Linked DNA regions of Oryctolagus cuniculus: region 1 is linked to region 2. A link is a contact called in public Hi-C data. All regions are on one chromosome and are shown on one strand. Each heading gives the region's core, a stretch centred on a gene start, on an enhancer-like site or on the middle of the called end of the contact. The rest is flanking DNA. Distances are from core to core; before and after follow the strand shown.

Evidence for each region. A called contact is a pair of places that touch in the nucleus more often than the background predicts.
Region 1: a Hi-C map of skin fibroblasts shows a contact between it and region 2, with 4 times the contacts expected there. The contact joins the promoter of EFHC1 here to the enhancer-like site in region 2. A contact is called at or near these places in 3 of 6 Hi-C or Micro-C datasets (ear pinna, embryonic fibroblasts and skin fibroblasts).

Annotation. Positions count from the first base shown.
Region 1 is chr5:117,562,332-117,566,993 of mOryCun1.1, forward strand. EFHC1 (EF-hand domain containing 1) reads right to left here and starts at 2,055. Exons shown (of 11, transcript XM_051855624.2): 1 at 1,820-2,055. The coding sequence starts at 1,882.
Region 2 is chr5:117,479,374-117,484,019 of mOryCun1.1, forward strand. It overlaps EFHC1 (EF-hand domain containing 1), which reads right to left. Exons shown (of 11, transcript XM_051855624.2): 10 at 2,551-2,761; 11 at 1,344-1,586. The coding sequence ends at 1,515. Among named protein-coding and RNA genes, the nearest start is that of EFHC1, 83 kb to the right of the region's middle. Within about 2 kb of position 3,283, at least 3 of the 8 cell types and tissues checked have an H3K27ac peak or open chromatin away from gene starts, as enhancers often do.

The DNA.
Region 1 (4,662 bases), core at 805-3,304, 82 kb after region 2:
TACCTGAAGCAAGGCCACTACCCCTCCTACTTATCAGTTTCACCTTCTGAGTACCCTTAGAGTTACACATATCTAGTCTTTACTGTTGAAGTGATAGTGGTCATGTTGTTCAAATCTCAAATAAAGCAAATTGTTTGACACTTGGTCAATATGTTTAAAATGTGAAACCGGCAGGCATTTGGTCTAGTGGTTAAGACACCCACATAGTACATTGGAGTACTTATGCTTGACACCCGGCTCAGGCACCTGACTCCAGCTCACTGCTAATCCAGACCCAGTGTTGATAGTCCAGACGATTGGGTTCTTGCTACACATGTAGGAGACCTGGTTTTATTCCTGGCTCCCACTTTGGGCCTCAGCCCAGCCCTGGCTGTCACAGTTATTTGTGAGGTGAACCAGTAGATGGCAACCTTCTTTCTCTCTCTCTCTCGCCCTCTCAAATGAATAAGTGAAAATTATTTAATAAAACATATGAAACATGTCCAATGCACAGTTTATCTTATTTAAAGTATAGAAATACATCTGTCTACCTTTAGGGCATGGTACTTCTATCCACACATCTTTAAGCCCCAAAGCAACTCAACCCTGCCTTGTGGATAACCCATACTCCCCATCACCAACTGCTTAAGCTTATCCTGCATGGGGCAGGAAACTGCATACAACATCGTCTAAATCACATACAACCAAAAAGTCCACTGAAACTGGAAATCTATCAGAACCCAAATTCTCTCACTAAAATTTCAACTTCAATTTAAATTCATTCTTCCAAAGAAAACAGAGCAAATATTTTATCTTAATTTTATGAACATGGAATTAAGTGTTTAAATATGAACATGAATTTCAGTGCTTAAATCATTAAAATATATAAATTATTGTTGCTTTGCCTATAAAATTACTGAATACTGATTTTCCAGAAAATATATTTCACCAATTATGTTAGAATTAAAGCAAATGCTAAGCTGCTGCTGCTATTGGAGGAAAGAGCAAAACAAAATCAAAAGAGGAATCTCACAAATACTCGGGAGTGAAATGAATCAGACTGGGTAAGAGAAAGGAACAACCAATCAACTGTGGTCGAGGAGAAGCGGATGGAATGGAGTATCCCCTAGAAAGTAGGGAAGGATGGTGGGCAAGTTTAAAAAAAAAAAAAACTGCATGGGGGAGAGCAAACAAGAACAGGAAGAAGGTGGGACTAGAAAAGACAGGCTGGAGAGAAAGGCGCATATTAGAAGAGTCCGGCAGAAAGAAGGGATGAATGGAAACGATCCATGTGCCCATTAAACAGGACATGGAGCTGGCGTGGGAGAGACTATAGGGTTCAGGATTCAGAAGAGGGAGGAGGAGGGCGGAGGAGAATGACGGGCCTGGGCAGAGGGGGTAGGATAGGGGGGCAGGAGTGACGGTGTCGGAAGAGAGAGGCCGGGGGACAAGGTGGGCAGACAGGGCCCGGCGTGGGAGAGTGAGCCGGGCCAGAGCTCGGGAGTTGGAAGGGGGAAACTGATCCAGAGAGCAGAGGCAGGGGGCCGGACCAGCAAAGCAAGTGCAAAAGCGGCTCGGAGGAAGAGGGCCAAGAAGCGCCAACAGACTGCCACGATGGCGTGGGAAAACCACAGAGAGGGACGGCGCCGAGGACATGGGACGGAAGAGGGAAGATGAGGCGAGGTTAATGAGGAAGACAGAACTTGGGAGGAGAAGCAAGAACGAGGTCGGGGCAGAGGGTCGGTTTGAAGGGTAGAGAGGAATGAAGGTGTAGTACGAGGGGAACCCGCTAGGGACGGGGACGTGGGGACAGGTGGGTGTTGGGCACCTAAGTCCTCACCGTGGAGTCCTTAAAGGACGTGCCTGGTAGAAAGGGCAGGCCATGCACGGGGTTGGACACCATCGCAGCCGGTATCCTCGCCGCCAGCTAGGTCAGGTATGGTCCACTTTGGTTGCCGGGGCGACCAGCCGCGTTGGCAGGCCGCCCCAGGCTCCATGGTAACGCCCAAACATCCTGAGAGCCCGTGAGCCAGGGGCGGGGCCGGAGGCGCCGGCGTGAGAGGTCTGCGCGTGCGCAGCCGCGGGGCTGCGTATTCTCGCGGTAAGGCGGTCGCGACGGCGGGGCGCGGCTAGTGGGCGTTTCCGAGATGGCCACGCCTGCCCCGCGTCACCGCCGCCGGTCTGCCCCAAGATGCTACGTGGGGGCTGTGGGACAGGGTAGGAAAAGGCGGGTGCAAAGGAGGCTGTTCGTTCTTGCTGGGAGGTCCAGGGTCCGAGCTGGCCCTTAGAGGAGTTGCAGAAGATAGGTGCCTTCCTTGGCCCCACCCTGGTCCTCGCCGATCTCACCGCGCACTGAGGGCTTCGTGAGCCCAGGCACTCTTCTCACCCAGCTCTGGGAAAAGGAATCCTGTCCTAGTGTGATGGTTAGTCCGGGTGAAAGTGTGAACCCAACTCAGACCCACACTTTTTGGGGACAGGGACTGCGGATCATTCATGGTTGTATTTCTGTTGTGCAGGGATGGTCAGTGAACCAGTGCAACCATCTCGTCCCTAATCGTCTCGTTGCTGTATTATCCCCCGTTCCCTTCAGCCTTCCTTCTTCCACTGTCAGCCCCTGCAGCTCAGCTCCCTCTCGGTTCTTGTGTGGCGTGCCTTGCATCTTCTCTTTCAGACGCTATGCGATGCTCTAAGAACTCAACGTTTGTTGACTCAAGAGCTAGAGGTTGCTCATCCCAATCCAGTTTGTACTTGCAACTGCAAAGATAAGAAACGCAAAGGTAAACAGCTGATTCAAGGAGAAACACTAGGTGATGAGAAAGAAACAAATAACTGAGGTGAAATATCATCAGCGTCATAAGTGTTCTGGCCTTTGGTGCCTTTTACAAAACTTGTTTTTCCTTAAAAGAAATGTTATCCTATTCCTGAGACATTTTAGGAGGGGGGGAAAAAGCGCTATTCATCAGCCTAAAGATCTTAAAGACAAAAAGCAAACATAGGAGGCCAGAGATTTGTACTCATTGGGTCTGAAGTGGATCCCAGGAATCTGATTTTTCTAACAGGTGTTTCTGACTTGTCAGCTTAGGAACGTGATAGTGTAGCAAGCCTCACACAGAAGTGCAAGTCACCTTCGTGGGTAATTTCCTGCTTGTATAGATGGCAGCTTTACTTTTTATTGCTGCTTGCTGGAGCAAATCTCCCTGTTGGATTTTACCAGTTGGTATGAACATCAGGGGTGCCTAGGACAGGAATGCACTCAGTGGCTCCTGAGGCAGTTTTTGATGCCTGTCTACCACACCCAGCCCAAAAGAGTTTCTTGTCTAGTGACTCCCTCGTCCCCTACTACCTGTTTCCCATTCTTGTCCTTTTTTTTTTTTTTTTTTTACAAGCGGAGTTAGACAGTGAGAGAGACACAGAGAGAAAGGTCTTCCTTCCGTTGGTTCACCCCCCAAATGGCCGCCACGCTGCGCCAATCCAAAGCCAGGAGCCAGGTGCTTCCTCCTGGTCTCCCATGCAGGTGCAGGGGCCCAAGCACTTAGGCCATCCTCCACTGCCTTCTCGGGCCACAGCAGAGAGCTCACTGGAAGAGGAGCAACCGGAACTAGAACCCAGCGCCCATATGGGATGCTGGCACCACAGGCAGAGGATTAGCCAAGTGAGCCGCAGCGCCGGCCTCCCATTCTTGTCCTTTTTAAAAACCTTTTTGCTTTCCATTTTCTGCTATCCAAGTACTACTTTAATGCAGGAGTTTAATATGTTAACAACAACAGCAACAAAAACTTCAATGCATTGATTAACATTTCTGAAGTTACTGAGAACTTTAAAAGTACCTGTCCATTGTGTTGTATCTTAGCAACCATTTTAGGATGGAAGCCAGCCACTGGGATAGTGCATCCAGATGGCAAGCTTTCAGAGGAAAGGTCCCTCCCACTTTTCTGAGTACCCAGAATCACTGGGAACTAGAATTCTCATGACTCTTGAAGAGCTCTTCTTGGCCAACTGCAGGGTTGGACTTAGATCTGTATTCCCTGGGTAGGGTAGGGAAGAAGCCTGTGGAAGTTGGAAAGAGTGAGTCATGCCCACGCCTATTGTCCATTGTGGCATCTGTTTCTATTTAAGGAGAGCCTTCTGCTCAGATGCCCTTCTTTCCCAGAAGAGCATGCTAGTTCAATGGTTACCGGAGTGCATTTGAAGTGCACAGTGAAGAAAACTGTTGTTGGTCTACAGTATCGTATAATGCTATCACCTCTGAGGAAGAGGAGCAGAGTAGTGTTGCATTGATGCTAAAAAGCACAGGGACAGGTATGTGAAGGACAGAAGACAAAGGAAAAAAGGCAGGGCTGCAGAGAAAGTTTGATATGGTTAAGAGTCTGGGTTTTATTTCTCCCAAAATTGACTGCTCCACAACTGTTGAATGTCAGTTTGTATTCAGCATGTCCCACTTTGTGGATTATAACAGGAGCGGGAGGGACCTGACCACAGTGTGAATGCTGTTTCATAGAGGCTGGCCTCAGGAGGCCGCAGAGACATTGCGTAATTTTAGCAGGTGTTTCAAAGCTTGGGGAATGGAAAAGATGGAAAGGTCAGGCTGCCAGCAGCCAAGCCTGGAAGAAAGTCTTGTGCTGGATGGTGTCTCAGGAAATCCTGATGGGAGATGTCTTGAAAGGACAGACCATGAACAGTGTA
Region 2 (4,646 bases), core at 2,033-4,532:
GCTTGGGATTTTTTTTTAAGATCAAAATACTTTTAAAATATGAATATGAGATTTTAATAGCTATAAGTGGGGGAAAAAACAAAACGTGTTCTTCCTGAGATAAGCTGGCACAGAAAAGAACATAACAGACAGCCTTTTGAGAAGCTGGTGGGAGGTGGCCTAGCTCATTAGAAAAGACCAAGGGACGTTCCCCAGCTGTTCTGAGGGGGCCCAGCCAACCTGGACCCTAAATAACTCCATCCTCCTTCTTACCACTTTGCATGGCAGGCAGGAATTTGAGATGGCATTTTTGGAGGTGAAGGTGGTGGCTGACTTCCACTATAGAGCAGCCCTGGTTCTACAAAGGCAGCGCTCAGCAGAGACCAGCCTTTCCCTCCTGTCTGAAGGCCAGGCTCCCAAAAGCAGTGTTTTCCTCATATTTTTTTTAAACTGCAACCTATATCAAGAAAGATATTTTATATTACGGCCCAGTAAAACATATTCAGATGAAATGGAAGTCTCATGAAAAAAAAAAAAAACCCTAATATGTGTACCACATTGATATTATCTATTATATCCTTTAAAAATACAGGAGTACTAATTGGGCCTAGAACGACAGTTTAAAAACATGTGGACATGAAAAACATTTCCCTTCAATACTGGGGCAGGGAGGTGGAGGGGGGACATTGGCTAGCAGCAATAGCAATACTATGCTTATTTCTGATATCCAAATGCTTCCAGAAAATCTGTCATTCCTCCTGCTGTTAATCATTCCACATCTATGCTAAGGGTTCTCCAAAGAAAAAGTAGGAGGGGTGTTTGTGTGTGTGTGTGGGTGGGTGGGTGTTGAGTATACAAGTCTTTAAAATATTCATGGAAAATATGCCATTACTTGTAAATTTCATTAACTTTCTGAAATACCCTCATGTGTATTTGAGGAGGACAGACATTGATTGACTATAAGGAACTGCTTCACACAGTAATGGTGGCTGATAAGTCCCAAGATCTGCAGGCTAAGCTGGCAAACCTCAGGAGAACTGAGGGCGTGGTTCAAGTCCAAATGCCAGCAGGCTCTGGATCCAGGAAAATTCAATGCTTTACTTTAGTGTAAAGGCAGGAAAAGGCCATGGCACAGCTTGAGGGCAGTCTGATGGGAGGAATTCTCTCTTGCTTAAGGGAGGGTCAGTAGGTCTTCAAGTGACTGGATGAGGTCTACCCACACTAGGGAGAGCAGGCTGCTCACTTCAGCTTGACCCAATGTTCATCTCATCTGGAACACCTTCACAGAAACCCATGGCCCAGTCAAGTTGACATATAAAATTAACCATCACAATACCTCTACCACTCCAAGTAAGGGACAAGTCTTAGATCATAAAAGGTCTAATTTAATTTAGACTTCAGTAGTAGTAGTGAAATATAAGAACCAAAACAGAAATATAACTTCAGGGGCTCTGGACATGCCTCTGTGGAGAGTACAAGATCTATTTCAAAGTGTTAGTCCAACATCAAAAAGTTGTATTCTCTCATTGGCCAGATCAGTTTGAGAAAGCACGCACAAAATTATAGTAGTTAATCTTGCCTTCTCCATGAGAGCAAATCCGGATTAACTGCAAAAGAGAGCAGAAAAAACAGGTAAAAACCAATATGAGGGCTTCCTTCAGCTTACCTGCAGTGTACTTAGGCATGACAAACCCTACCTTGGTAAACCAGTTCCGAGTTTTCATATCCTCAGTTGATGCTAAAATGATCCTATGAACCTGGGAGGTAGGTTCAGGCATTACCCCAATTTTACACTAAATAAAAACAAAGCTTCAGAGAATACGCCTATCCAAGATTTTGGGACCAACATCCAGTATTTATGAGGGCAATGTCATTTTTAAAATCTTTTTTGTTTTTATATTCAAATTCAAGTCTTTGTCCACCCAGCCTATGAGGAGTGAGATTACTGAAATGCCAGGCTTCTTTAATCACAGGCAAATAAAAGAGTCTAGTAATGTCACTGCTAAAACCATGTCCCTAAAGCCTAACTGGGCCTGGTAACTGACCTGTTGCGGTTATCTTTATATGACATATGAGGATCCACCCCACCCACCCCTTCCCGGTATCACTTCCCAGTGACTGCCATTCATCCCTTGCCTCTCGCTTCCCGTGTCAGAAAGTATGAATGACTTGAAAATCAAAAGCTTACCATGCTGTCAATCTAAGATCTGGGCAGCTAAATGGGTACTTGGCCCACATGAACAAATACTTGTCTCAACTTGACTGTGAGTCCCCTTGGCATCTGCCCCTCCAAGATCACCTCTGATGCTCTCCTTTTAGCCCTGACACGTTGATCTACCAATAACTCTCTGCTGTCTAGTTCCCGGCCCTGCCACAGCCACAGCAATTACAAAAGAATGCACCTACTAGAACCGGGGGCAGTTATCATAATCAGGATAAAACAGGAGATCTGGTCTGAGTGTCCTAAATCTTTCTGGACTACAAAGAAATACAGATGTAACTGCCTTTAGGAAAGAATGATCAGTGCGCAGCCTCTGCCACCCACCCAGAGCAGTAGTAATTCATACTGACCTCCTTAACCAGGGAGTCATCAATCGGAACATTAAAAGATTCACAGATTTTAAAGAACGTCTCTCTGTCCACATAACCTGAAGCTTCCTTGTCACAAGTCTGAAACGCTTCACGAATGTTGTCTTTGCATGAATAATCTTTCAGCTGCTTCTGGATTGCGTCTATTAATGCTTCTAGTTCCTGCACGCCTGGATCTTCTTCAGTTTGCTTGCTGTAGAGAAAGGAAGGAAATGACTCGACATGGTATTTATTCTTGACCTATCTTATCTCAGCGACTGAAGTTCTCACTTGATGAAGTCAGGGAAGCTTCTAATGACAAACAGCTTTGACGCTGAGCTGACCAATAACCAAACACTTGACGGCAGAGGCTGGCTGTTGGCTGACGTCCACGTCAGGAAAGCCTCACTGGGGGGAGTTTTGTAACGGCCTCTCTTCCTGCCATCTGTGGAATCACTGCACCACAGGAGCCAGATTTGGTATTTGCAGGAATCACATGACTGTCTCTACTGCTGTTACGGATGAAGGTTCCCTCATCTAAAACTAAATGCCCGTGAAAGAAAATATGTACATAATGATGCAGCCAGGAATCTTTCAGTTCTAACAGTCCCTCTTTAGTCCACGCTGAATTCTGTGAAAAGCTATCTATGGCAGTTAAGCGACTGCTCCGTGTGATGGAATGAGAAGCCGGGCTCAGCATTTACTGCAAAGATTAGTAACAGAGCTTTAGGCAGGGGGAGCTCTGCCAGTCCCTTCTAAACACAACCACAGGAAGTAGAAGTTCAACTTTTATTTTCTCTGAAAGTGAAGGTACAGTTACAAAATGAAAGAATTTTAGAGCTGGAGAAGACTCACTCATATTTCATCTTCATAAATCCTTTAAGAGCAAAATGGACCCTCATGGGCTCAGCCAGCACTTGTCCCCTTCCCAATCACGAAAAAACAGACTCTAAGACTCGGTGACTCTCCCTAGATCATGAGTCAAAGCCAAGACCAGAGCTCAAATCTCACTCTACTTCCAACACGCTCTTTCAAGTATGCCCAAGTATACCTCACACAGAATTTGCCTCCTTCCATCATTTCAAAACTATCAACCCACCATTGCTTTTCTGTCCTTTATTTTCTTGCATGTGCTATTTAAAATGTTGACTGTTACCAACAGCCTCTTTCATCTTATTTTTCCTTTTTTTGTTTTTAGATTTTTTTATTTATTTGAAAGGCAGAGAGAGAGAGAGATAATCTTCCACCCGCTGCAAATGGCCCAAATGGCAGCAGCGGCTGATGCTGAGCCAATCCAAAGCCAGGAGCCAGGAGCTTCTTCCTGGTCTCCCACGTGGATGCAGGGGCCCAAGCACTTGGGTCATCTTCTGCTGCTTTCTCAGGCGCATTAGCAGGGAGCTGGATTGGAAGCGGAGCAGCTGGGACTCAAACTGTTACTCATGTGGGATGCCAGCACCAAAGAGGCTATGCCACAGCCTCAGCCCCCTTATTTTTCCTATTTACGTGCTGGCAGATACTGATGGGAGAGCGTATCATTCCTTTTTATATTTATAACAACACCTGAGGCTAGGTGCTTTATAAAGAAAAGAGGTTTGTGAGGTTCAAACCTCACAGTTTGTGAGGTTCAATGGCATGTTGCTGGCATTGGCTGAGCTCTGGTGAGGACCTCATAGTGGAAGGTATCACAATGGCAGAGCCAGAAAACAATTTGCTGGTCAGGCTCACTCTACAAACTTTTTATGAGAATGAACCAGGTTCCCACAAGAACTGCATCAGTTTCTTCAGAGGACAGCACTTGCAATGACCTAATCACTTCTACTATGCCCCGCCTCTTAAAGGTTCTATTCCTCCCTTAAAGGGTCCAAGCTCCCAATACATAAACCCTTGGGGGCTATACTCAATCTTATCCAAACCACAACAGAGAGGTATAAAGTGGTATATAATCTTTCTGGAAGTAAGGAGGAAAAGCTCAGAAAACAATTTCAAATAACTTGACCTAAGGAAACAATCCTGGATTATGTGCAAGGAGACATCTATAAGAGATTTTTGAGATAGCCTGAATATCCCAAAATAGGGAATTAGTTAAATAATTGACACTA